Linked DNA regions of Capsicum annuum: region 1 is linked to region 2. A link is a contact called in public Hi-C data. All regions are on one chromosome and are shown on one strand. The core of a region is the stretch at or near the end of the contact, and the rest is flanking DNA. Distances in the headings are between cores, read along the strand shown.

The links. A called contact is a pair of places that touch in the nucleus more often than the background predicts.
Region 1: a Hi-C map of leaf shows a contact between it and region 2, with 1.8 times the contacts expected there. The contact joins the enhancer-like site here to the promoter of LOC107848267 in region 2. A contact is called at or near these places in 3 of 5 Hi-C or Micro-C datasets (bud, leaf and placenta).

The regions. Positions count from the first base shown.
Region 1 is chr11:217,015,724-217,020,106 of UCD10Xv1.1, reverse strand. LOC107847673 (NEDD8-activating enzyme E1 regulatory subunit AXR1) reads left to right here. Exons shown (of 16, transcript XM_016692067.2): 13 at 78-161; 14 at 249-429; 15 at 571-669; 16 at 751-1,275. The coding sequence ends at 654. Among protein-coding and RNA genes, the nearest start is that of LOC107847085, 3.0 kb to the right of the region's middle. Within about 2 kb of position 1,581, at least 1 of the 5 cell types and tissues checked has an H3K27ac peak or open chromatin away from gene starts, as enhancers often do. A contact at or near this core is called in leaf, where this site is marked.
Region 2 is chr11:216,965,258-216,970,118 of UCD10Xv1.1, reverse strand. LOC107848267 (LOB domain-containing protein 1) reads right to left here and starts at 2,614. Exons shown (of 2, transcript XM_016692984.2): 1 at 1,874-2,614; 2 at 1-206. The coding sequence starts at 2,125.

The sequences.
Region 1 (4,383 bases), core at 332-2,831, 51 kb before region 2:
TTTTTGCTGAACTGTTAAAATTTTACATAAAAACTCTTTTTCTTTTGGAATTTTTTCCTACTGCCTTCTTATGGCAGTACTGCTGCGGGTCTTTACATTCTTCTTCGAGCAGCTGACCGGTTTGCTGTGAACTATAATAAATTTCCTGGCCAATTTGATGGGTAAGAGCTGATGTTTTCTCATCCAAACAATTTATCTCTTCGGAGAATTTTATTAGGCTGTCTGACCTTTAAGAAATATTTTTGCAGTGTGATGGATGAGGATATATCCCGGTTGAAAACTACGGCTGTTGGCTTACTCAATGACCTTGGTTGCAATAGCTCTGCCTTATCAGAGGACCTTATTAATGAGATGTGCCGGTATGGTGCTTCTGAGCTTCATGCAGTGGCTGCCTTCGTTGGAGGAGTTGCGTCACAAGAAGTGATCAAGGTTTGGATCTCCTCCAAATATTTTTATCTTGAACCTTTTTTTTGTCAAAACTTGTAGTCTATTGGAAATATAGCTATGCGCTATACTGCTATGAGAGCGGTAATCTGAGGTCTATTATGTTGATTGTTGTGTTCACTGCAGCTCATCACGAGACAGTTCATTCCCATGTCGGGGACTTTCATCTTTAATGGCATTGATAACAAGTCCCAGCTGTTGTTGCTATAGTCCCCGAATTTACAGGCTAGTCCTTTCTCCTCAACTTTACGCTGCATTCTTAGGTTCCTCGGAACTGATAGTTTTTGTTTTCACTCTCCTTGGCAGATTTCATTTCGTATAACGGAACTCAGTTTTGCTCACAAACCATATCGTTTCCAATGGGAGGAAAATGCTACTTTTAGTTGTGCAAGGAAAGAGTTTAACTTCTATACACTAATACGTAGTCGATTGGGGGTTGCTTCATTTCAACTCACCGATGAAGGGAGTCTAAAGAGTTGTTTTTTCTTTGTTGATTGTTCTCAAGGGAGGAGGAAATTCAGTACCAAATGCTTGGCAATCTTTGGTAGAGGTTTTGTGATTTCATGCTGAACCTGATAAAGAACAAATAGGTGGTCTTTCTGGAAATGTTAAGCGAAAGTTTTCCCCTTGCATCTCGGTCACTTTTACTTTTTCGTTACTTTGTAATTTAAAGATAAAAATCATAGAAAACCTTGCCAGCTAAATCACGTTACAGTTATGTCAATGTTGTGTTTAAAAATATACTGACAATGGAGCCTTATACTGAAATTATACTGGCATGAAAATGCATAGAGTTGATCTTAATAGAATATGTTAATTTTCTTGTAGTAATATTGTATATTGTTGTATGTATATATTAGTTGAATATGGTATAGTGACTTAGCTTATATGGGTTGTTGATTATGTCAGTAATGGTGCTTACGATTAATATTAAACATAAAAACAAACTAACAAATAAATACGTAAACAGTATGCTTATACACTGAAAGTGCAAATAAGCTGAAGTTTTAGAATCAATTAATATATTACAACAACAATATACCCTGTGAAATTTCACAACTGAGGTTTCGGAAAGGATAGAGCATAGGCAAACCTTACAATTGCCATAGGCAAACCTTACAATTGCCTTGTGGAGGTAGAGAGGTTATTTCTGAAAGATCCTCGACTCAATACCAAGTACATAGGAGAAGAAACAGTAAAGTAAATACAGTAGCGGCGGGATATTTGTGTGCACATATTGACTACCAAAGCTTTAAGGTTTTGGGTGAAAATTAAAACACTCAACTATCTTCTTGGTTTTCACGTGGTATTCTCAGTCTTATATCATTTTTTTTATATAATTATACCTAATTTGCTTTGGATTTAACCAGTGTTGGAGCACCATAACATTGCACCTAGGTCCGCCATTAGTAAATATAGCAACTAAAAAGAAAAATAATGCAATGTCTACGACAAAACACTTACAGGTCTGACCTCTTGAAAGCTCATCAACACTTCTTACCCAACTAATTTTCTACCTTAATATCTATCGTCCACACCCTCCTATCGGTCAATTAATAAACTACCATAGATTGTATAATTACGGCAATGTGGATTAATAATCTCAATCTGGAATTGAAAAATGAGCATTCATTTCTCCTTAAGCATAACACATTTAGTTAAACAGATACAAGGGGTTGCTTGCTACTCACTCTAATTTCTAAAGTGATTTATTTAGTCCACTTGTTACTACTAAACGACGAAGCTAGAGTGGAAGGAGAGACTTGACAACGCGATGCTCTACCATTAAACTACTTTCGCTAGCTAGGATAGTGTGGAATACTACTGAGCAATTCACATATCACTTTATCTGGCCTTTTGTTTCCACTAGACCATAGTCTTGATCTCCGATTGAGCTAAGAACACTTGTAAATAGGCAGTTAGGGGAGGAGAGGGTCGAGTTAGCCTGTCTTTTCAATCAATCTCCGCTACTCAATGCCACGGTTGATGTGACTAGAGGTCTTGTGTTGTACTCTTACAATGCCTAAATTAATGGGAAATTGAGTATTCCAATTTCTCTAAACTAATAATCTAGTTTCAAAATTTCTTGCAAATTGCAAGTTTCCAAGTCTTCAAGATGTGGTAGGCATATAGCAGAGACGATAGTAAGTCAAATGGATAGAAGAATAACAAATCAAATGAATTTCATAAGACACCATAAAAGTAGTAAACAAGTTGAGATAAGTAACGTCAAATCTTTTTCTTTATTGGGAAAAAGGATATACAATTGTGAATGTTATAAAGTCTAAAGACATAGGGCTACTTTCTGGATTTTATAGTCCATAGAGTTGAAAATCATAGGAAAAAAGAAGACAAGCGGTCAGAAAAACTGAAAAATTTGCCATAGAACACGGTTGACATTTATGTTATTATATATCTCTGATTTATCAAATGCAATTCATTTGTAATATGCATTTAGACACCCTTCTTTTTTAGCTAATATAGAAACATTGACAATTGAATGACTTGAAAGAATTGGAAAATGACAATCTTAGGAATCAATATTTGAATATATTCAGCAGAAACCATTATTTTAAAAGGCGGGGGCGTAAAGCGAGGCGTTTTACATAACATTATGGGATGAGGCGTAAGTTTGATGGATCTATGGGTCGTATATCTCATATGTATCTTCATTTTTAACATTTTATTACTAAACATATAAGTAAAAGCAAAATTTTTGATGATTCTATAAATAATTTAAATAAATCATTAATAATATAGAAAAAAAAAGTATGACAATTATTATTTGAGAAATGTAACAACACAAAAACTGATATGACCGAGATAATTTCTAAAATTAAAATTAGCATTCATCTCTACATCTATTAGTCGTTCCTACTATCAACTAATATTGTACTTAACATTGTTTATGTATGTCAAAGAAGGAGAAAGATAAAAAGTGTTAGATCATTGACAAAAAATGAATAAAGTTATTTCAGGAACATAGTAATATGAACTCTTTGTCCTATCAATTTCTTTTTGAAACTAGTTAGTTGAAAAAATTTCGTTTTATCAATTTTCAAACATAATTATCTAACAATTATTTATGCTTGTGTCATTTTCTATGGAGCTTGTTTCTTTATTTACATATATTACAAAATATTACTACAATATGATAACATAAAGTATAAATATCATTACATCAATAATAAAAAAAAATATGATTATTGCAAAAAAATACTTTTAAAATAATAAAAATCAAATCTAACACCAAGGTGTACGTTTTTATGTCTGAGACTTACGTTTTAACTCCGAGACTTACGCCCCGGATTCTAGGACTTACGCCTTATGAATCTACGTTTTTTATTTGCGCCCCGAAGCGTACTCGCCTCGAAATGCCTTTGAAAACACTGGTAAAAACCACATGATTAGGTGAATTGCTAATAGAATTTAAATTGTAAAACCAAGGTCGTCTCAATAAAATTAGTGACCTAAAGTTAAATTTTGATATAATATCTTAAATATATAGAAATAACAAAAATATTATCAATAATTTAGAGTTATATTTTGATTCTTACTTACTATTTTTTTAGTGTAGTATTCTTAAAAGACATTAAACATTTAACTTCACTTAGTAATATTATTATTTATAAAAGTAAGAACTAATTTTAATTAATAAGATGTTAGTCATTTATTTGCAATGCATTACCTTGAATATTATTGTGAAACCTTTATTTATTAATATTAAGATTTGAAATTTTTTTTTAACATATTTTTAATAAAAAAGTAGATAGTTCTTCTTACTTTTTTTTTAATTAATTTAAATTTTGTAACTTTTATATTTTATAATTTTTAATATTATTTAAGCGAAATTAAAATTATAAAATTTATAATAAAGATTTTGGAGTTTAAAACAAATATTTTACTAGCCTTACCCACATGAGTTTGATTCTCAATGTC
Region 2 (4,861 bases), core at 1,365-3,864:
CAAATTAATGCCATAAGATTAGCTTGTTGGCATTGCAAGTTGACAACCTCAGCTTGTGCCTTAGCCAATTGTGCTTGGAGATCACTTACTTGCTTTTGTAGTTGGCAAATTGACCCTGCACAACCATATACAGGATCCCTCAATCTAGCATTTGCTTCATACACCATGCTGCTTACAGCATCTGCTCTTTGAGATTCTGGTAATTCCTAAGGAGAAAAAAAATAAATGTTCTTTAGATTTCATAATACAAGTGAATAAAGGATAGCAGGGTGTACAAAACATCTCACAGTCCACGCATGCTTCGGGGCAGGGCCGCACCTCAAGGGGTATGACGTAGACAACCTACCCCAGCTAGCTAATGCAAACACTAATAATGACTGCTTTCATGGTTTGAACCCATGACTGTATATATGTGTATATAATTGCTAAACTAACCAAGTTGTCAAAACAACTATATATATATATATATATATATATTTAATAGTAAACATTCATTAATGACTATGGATTAACGATGAATTATCAAATAATCATGTTATCTCTACAGGATATTTAGCAATAGATTAGCAATGAATTATGTAACTTATTCTTGTTTTTGTTACATTATAGTGAAGGGTTTTAATTATTTGAACTAAAGATGCCATAGATATTATTTGGCATAGATATGCAATAATTTGAAAATGGAAAGTCTACATAACATAAATATGCAATAACTACATCTCAATATCTGGCCTATTATCAAACACATTAGATTTTTGGTCATTTATATGAATAACCATAGACTATCACAACATTTTAAACTTATCCCACGTCAATATTTTATGCAAATTTAAAACATAAGTATCAGAATTTCTCTACATTTTCTAAGCGTATAAATCTTGAAAAGTTAAACCGCCTGGAATAATATAGAACTCAATTTATATACCTATATGAACACCCAAAAAATACATAATGAAAAATGAGGAGTAGTTAGTATAGATTGGGATGAAAAGAAAGAAAAGACATTCTACTAATAATAACAATAGTAACAAATAGAGTTTATTGATGTGGTTGTTGTTTCTCATTATTATAGTCATGGAGAAATCAATATCCCTACACTAAGAAGGGCAATATGATTGAGATATTTCCTTGTCAACTTCTTATGTCTATTTCACCAATCAATTTGAAGCCTAAACATTACTTTTCAAATTTGCAACCAGAAACTACCTAAATACTACTAAACGTCAAATCTGTAGAATTCATGCATTAAACATTTGTAATTTTTTTTAAAGTCCTCCTAATTATAACTACCACAAAATTAAAAGAAATTGTAATAGTACTTTTTTCCAAGCTAAAAACACCCTATATTTTTTTAAGTTTGACTCCGACAATGTATAAAGAATTTTTATATCGTTAATGACAAAGTTAGAAATTTTAACAAAAGGATTCATTAAAGATAAAAACAAAATGAGATATTACGAAGCTTCCCTTTTTTTAAAGGGATTCAACCATTTATGTATATAGATAAAACTTATTTTTATCCTACTTGAACAGTAAATATTAAGACCAAGGGGATTCAGTTGAATTCCTTCACCCAAAACGTGAAACTAAATAGCCAAAAAATTAGCCAAACATATTATCCGCTACAACAAGTTTAATTTAATTACTTCAGAGATACTGTATAATAATATATATAGGTTTAGATGAATCTAGTAACTTTTGCTTAAATTTTATATTTATATAAAACAAATATTCAATTGTGAACTCAATAACTCAGACTTAATTGATATTCAGTATTCATAAACTTCAATTTTCGACTCCACCTTTGGGGAGGCGTACCATACTTTCTTTGAATAAATTTACAAAAGTTCATCAGTATAGTAAAGATGCATACCTGCAAGAACTTGATAATATTACTAGCACCAAACACACGATGAGCAGTAGTAAACTTGATAGGATCACTTGGCGGAAAATAAGGTGCCAACACACATTTTTCAGCACAGCGCCGCCGTAATATCTTACAGGCGGCGCAAGGGCTGACCACCACCACCGGTGTCACTGACGCTGGTGGTGGTGGAGAGTTAGGAGAAGACGAAGACGACGGCGAGATGGAGCGAGATGAGGATGAAGATATGGTAGACTCCATTTTTTTTTGCTATTTGTAGAAATGTGTATAAAAGGAAAATAGTCTTAAGAAGAGAGTACTTGGGGTGCTCTAAGATGAAGTGAACAAAGGGTATATTTATAAGCCAAGTTAGAAAATGAGATAGGAGTAAAATGATGTCATAAATAAGAAAATGACATCACCTTTTTAAATTATGGAGGACTTTTCTTTCTTTCATTTTACTTGGTGTTGTGATGATAATTTAAGCCTAAATAAACAAGAATTCATACGTCCGACTTATTTATTGTTTGTTTTTCTTTTGATGAGAGAGGAAAACTCAACAATTCTATCAGTTACCGTAAACTTTAACTTATCGATGAGAGTTCAATTTTTCATCTTATAATCTTTATCTTATTTTTTTTGACGTGAGTGGGTTGATGAATAGTGCAAAAAAAATATATATATAAAAACGGAGAGCTTTTGATCGGATTCGACCCCCTACATCGAGGTGATACACAATAATGTGAAATTAATCTTAATAAAAGTATTATGTAACTATTTATATCAAATCTGATATGATAATTTAAAAAGATTAAAAAAAGCCTATATATATATATATATATTTATATATTTATTTATTTATTTATAACGGGAAAAAATGATCAACTAAAATGTGCTCGGGTAACTACGAAACTAATTAAATGCTGAAAGTAAAATTAATACTTTCTTCCCCTAATTGTGAATAAATAAATAAAAATTAATAATATCATAGTATAATTTCTCGAAAAAACAAACAAAAAAAAATAGAAATAAAAGTTTTTATTTTGCTGCGGCGATCTTCCGTTTTCACTAGTACTAAGCTACTTGTAGATCTCATTATATTGCTTTATTGCATTTTGCATGTGAAAACACATAAAAACTAGCTTTGAACGTAATTAGCCGATTTCTGAGAAATTTATTATATTAGTAATTAATCATGGATGTTTAATTAAGTCTTTAATAAAGGGAATCTAGGCGATATAACCGTCCACAATAATAATAATAATAATAATAATAATAATAATAATAATAATGATAATAATAATAGTAATAATAATAGTAATAATAATAATAATATGTGTGTATGTATATTTAATATGGGTGTCAAGTGGGCTGAGTCGGGTCAACCCGGAACCGACCCGTTAATTTTAATCGGTTTGTGGGCTGGGCCGATTTCAGGCTTGGTTAAGTGGGCCGGGCCGATTCTGAATCCAACAATATTTTTTAAAAAATAACCCTGAACCGGCCCACTTAGCCTAACTCGGTCTAACCCACCTAAATTCGGTCAAATCCGATTAAAAATTCAGTCAAAACAGGTCAAAATACAAAAAAAAATAGTTTTTTTCTAATATACACTATATATACCCACCTATATACATTTTAAATACATTAAGCAATATATATACACTATATATATAATAGTATATGCTACATTAAAATTTAAAAAATATATACACATATACACAATTACACATATATACATAACATTCAATATATACGACTATACGTACTACTTTAAATAAAACATATACTACAATGTATATATATATAGTTATATACTAATTTATAAAACATATACACATGTGACATGTATACGTTAAATATATACATCTATAGAAGATACACACGCACATATATATACCATTCAATATATGTACTACTTTAAATAAAACATATACTACAATATATATATACACTAAAATATTTATATATATAGTTATATACTAATTTATAAAACATATACACATGTATACATTAAATATATACATCTATAGAAGATATAGACACATATATACGCACCATTCAATATACTAATTTACACACGCATATATATAGTTATATACTAATTTATAAAACATATACACATGTATACGTTAAATATATACTATTTTAGAAAATATATACACATATATACACTATTTTAAATAAAACATATGCTACTTAATATAATAAATTAATAATAGTATAATACTTAATAGTAAATTAATAATATATTAAAACTAAGTTTTTAATTTAAACTAGAAATTCAATTTAAATCATTAAATGAAAAAAATTACAAAGTAAGGAGTAAGGAATGAATGAATGTTGAATTTTATTTATTGCAAAATGATCTAAAATTTATAATTTACATTAATAAAAAATCTACAAATTTTGCATCATTTTCTCCAACTCATTCATGTTAATATTAACGGGAACTTGCATAGGATAGTCAAAGTCAACGGGGGCAAAACCATGCATTGGACTTGATTCTGCTGAGTTATCTCGTGAAGTCATAATTTCTTCAAGTCTCTACTCGTTGTTCGGCTCTGCTTCCATTCCTTGATTTCTTCGTTCGACTCTAATTTAATCTCTGAGGCAAATGAGAACATTTATTGCATTGCTTCCTAATGAATGCCGGTTGTCTCCAAGTTGCTGTCGTCCTTGACTAAAAGCGCTCTCCGATGCAACGATTGACATTGAAACATTCAAGATATCTCTAGCTAATCTTGAAAGAATAGGATATTATGTTTCATTACTCCTCCACCAATCCAACACATTGACCCATCGTCTGCGATCCTCTAGCGGCGACCGAAGATAATACTTAAGCTCTTCCCGATAAATTGATGTGTAAGCTCCCTCCTCGACATTGTTCCAACAATTTAAATCATAAAATGATCAGAAAAATCACTATGTGCCAGCCTTTTAGAAAATGATGGCTCCTCGGGAGGATAAGGAGCGACAGTTGGTGATATTTGTAGA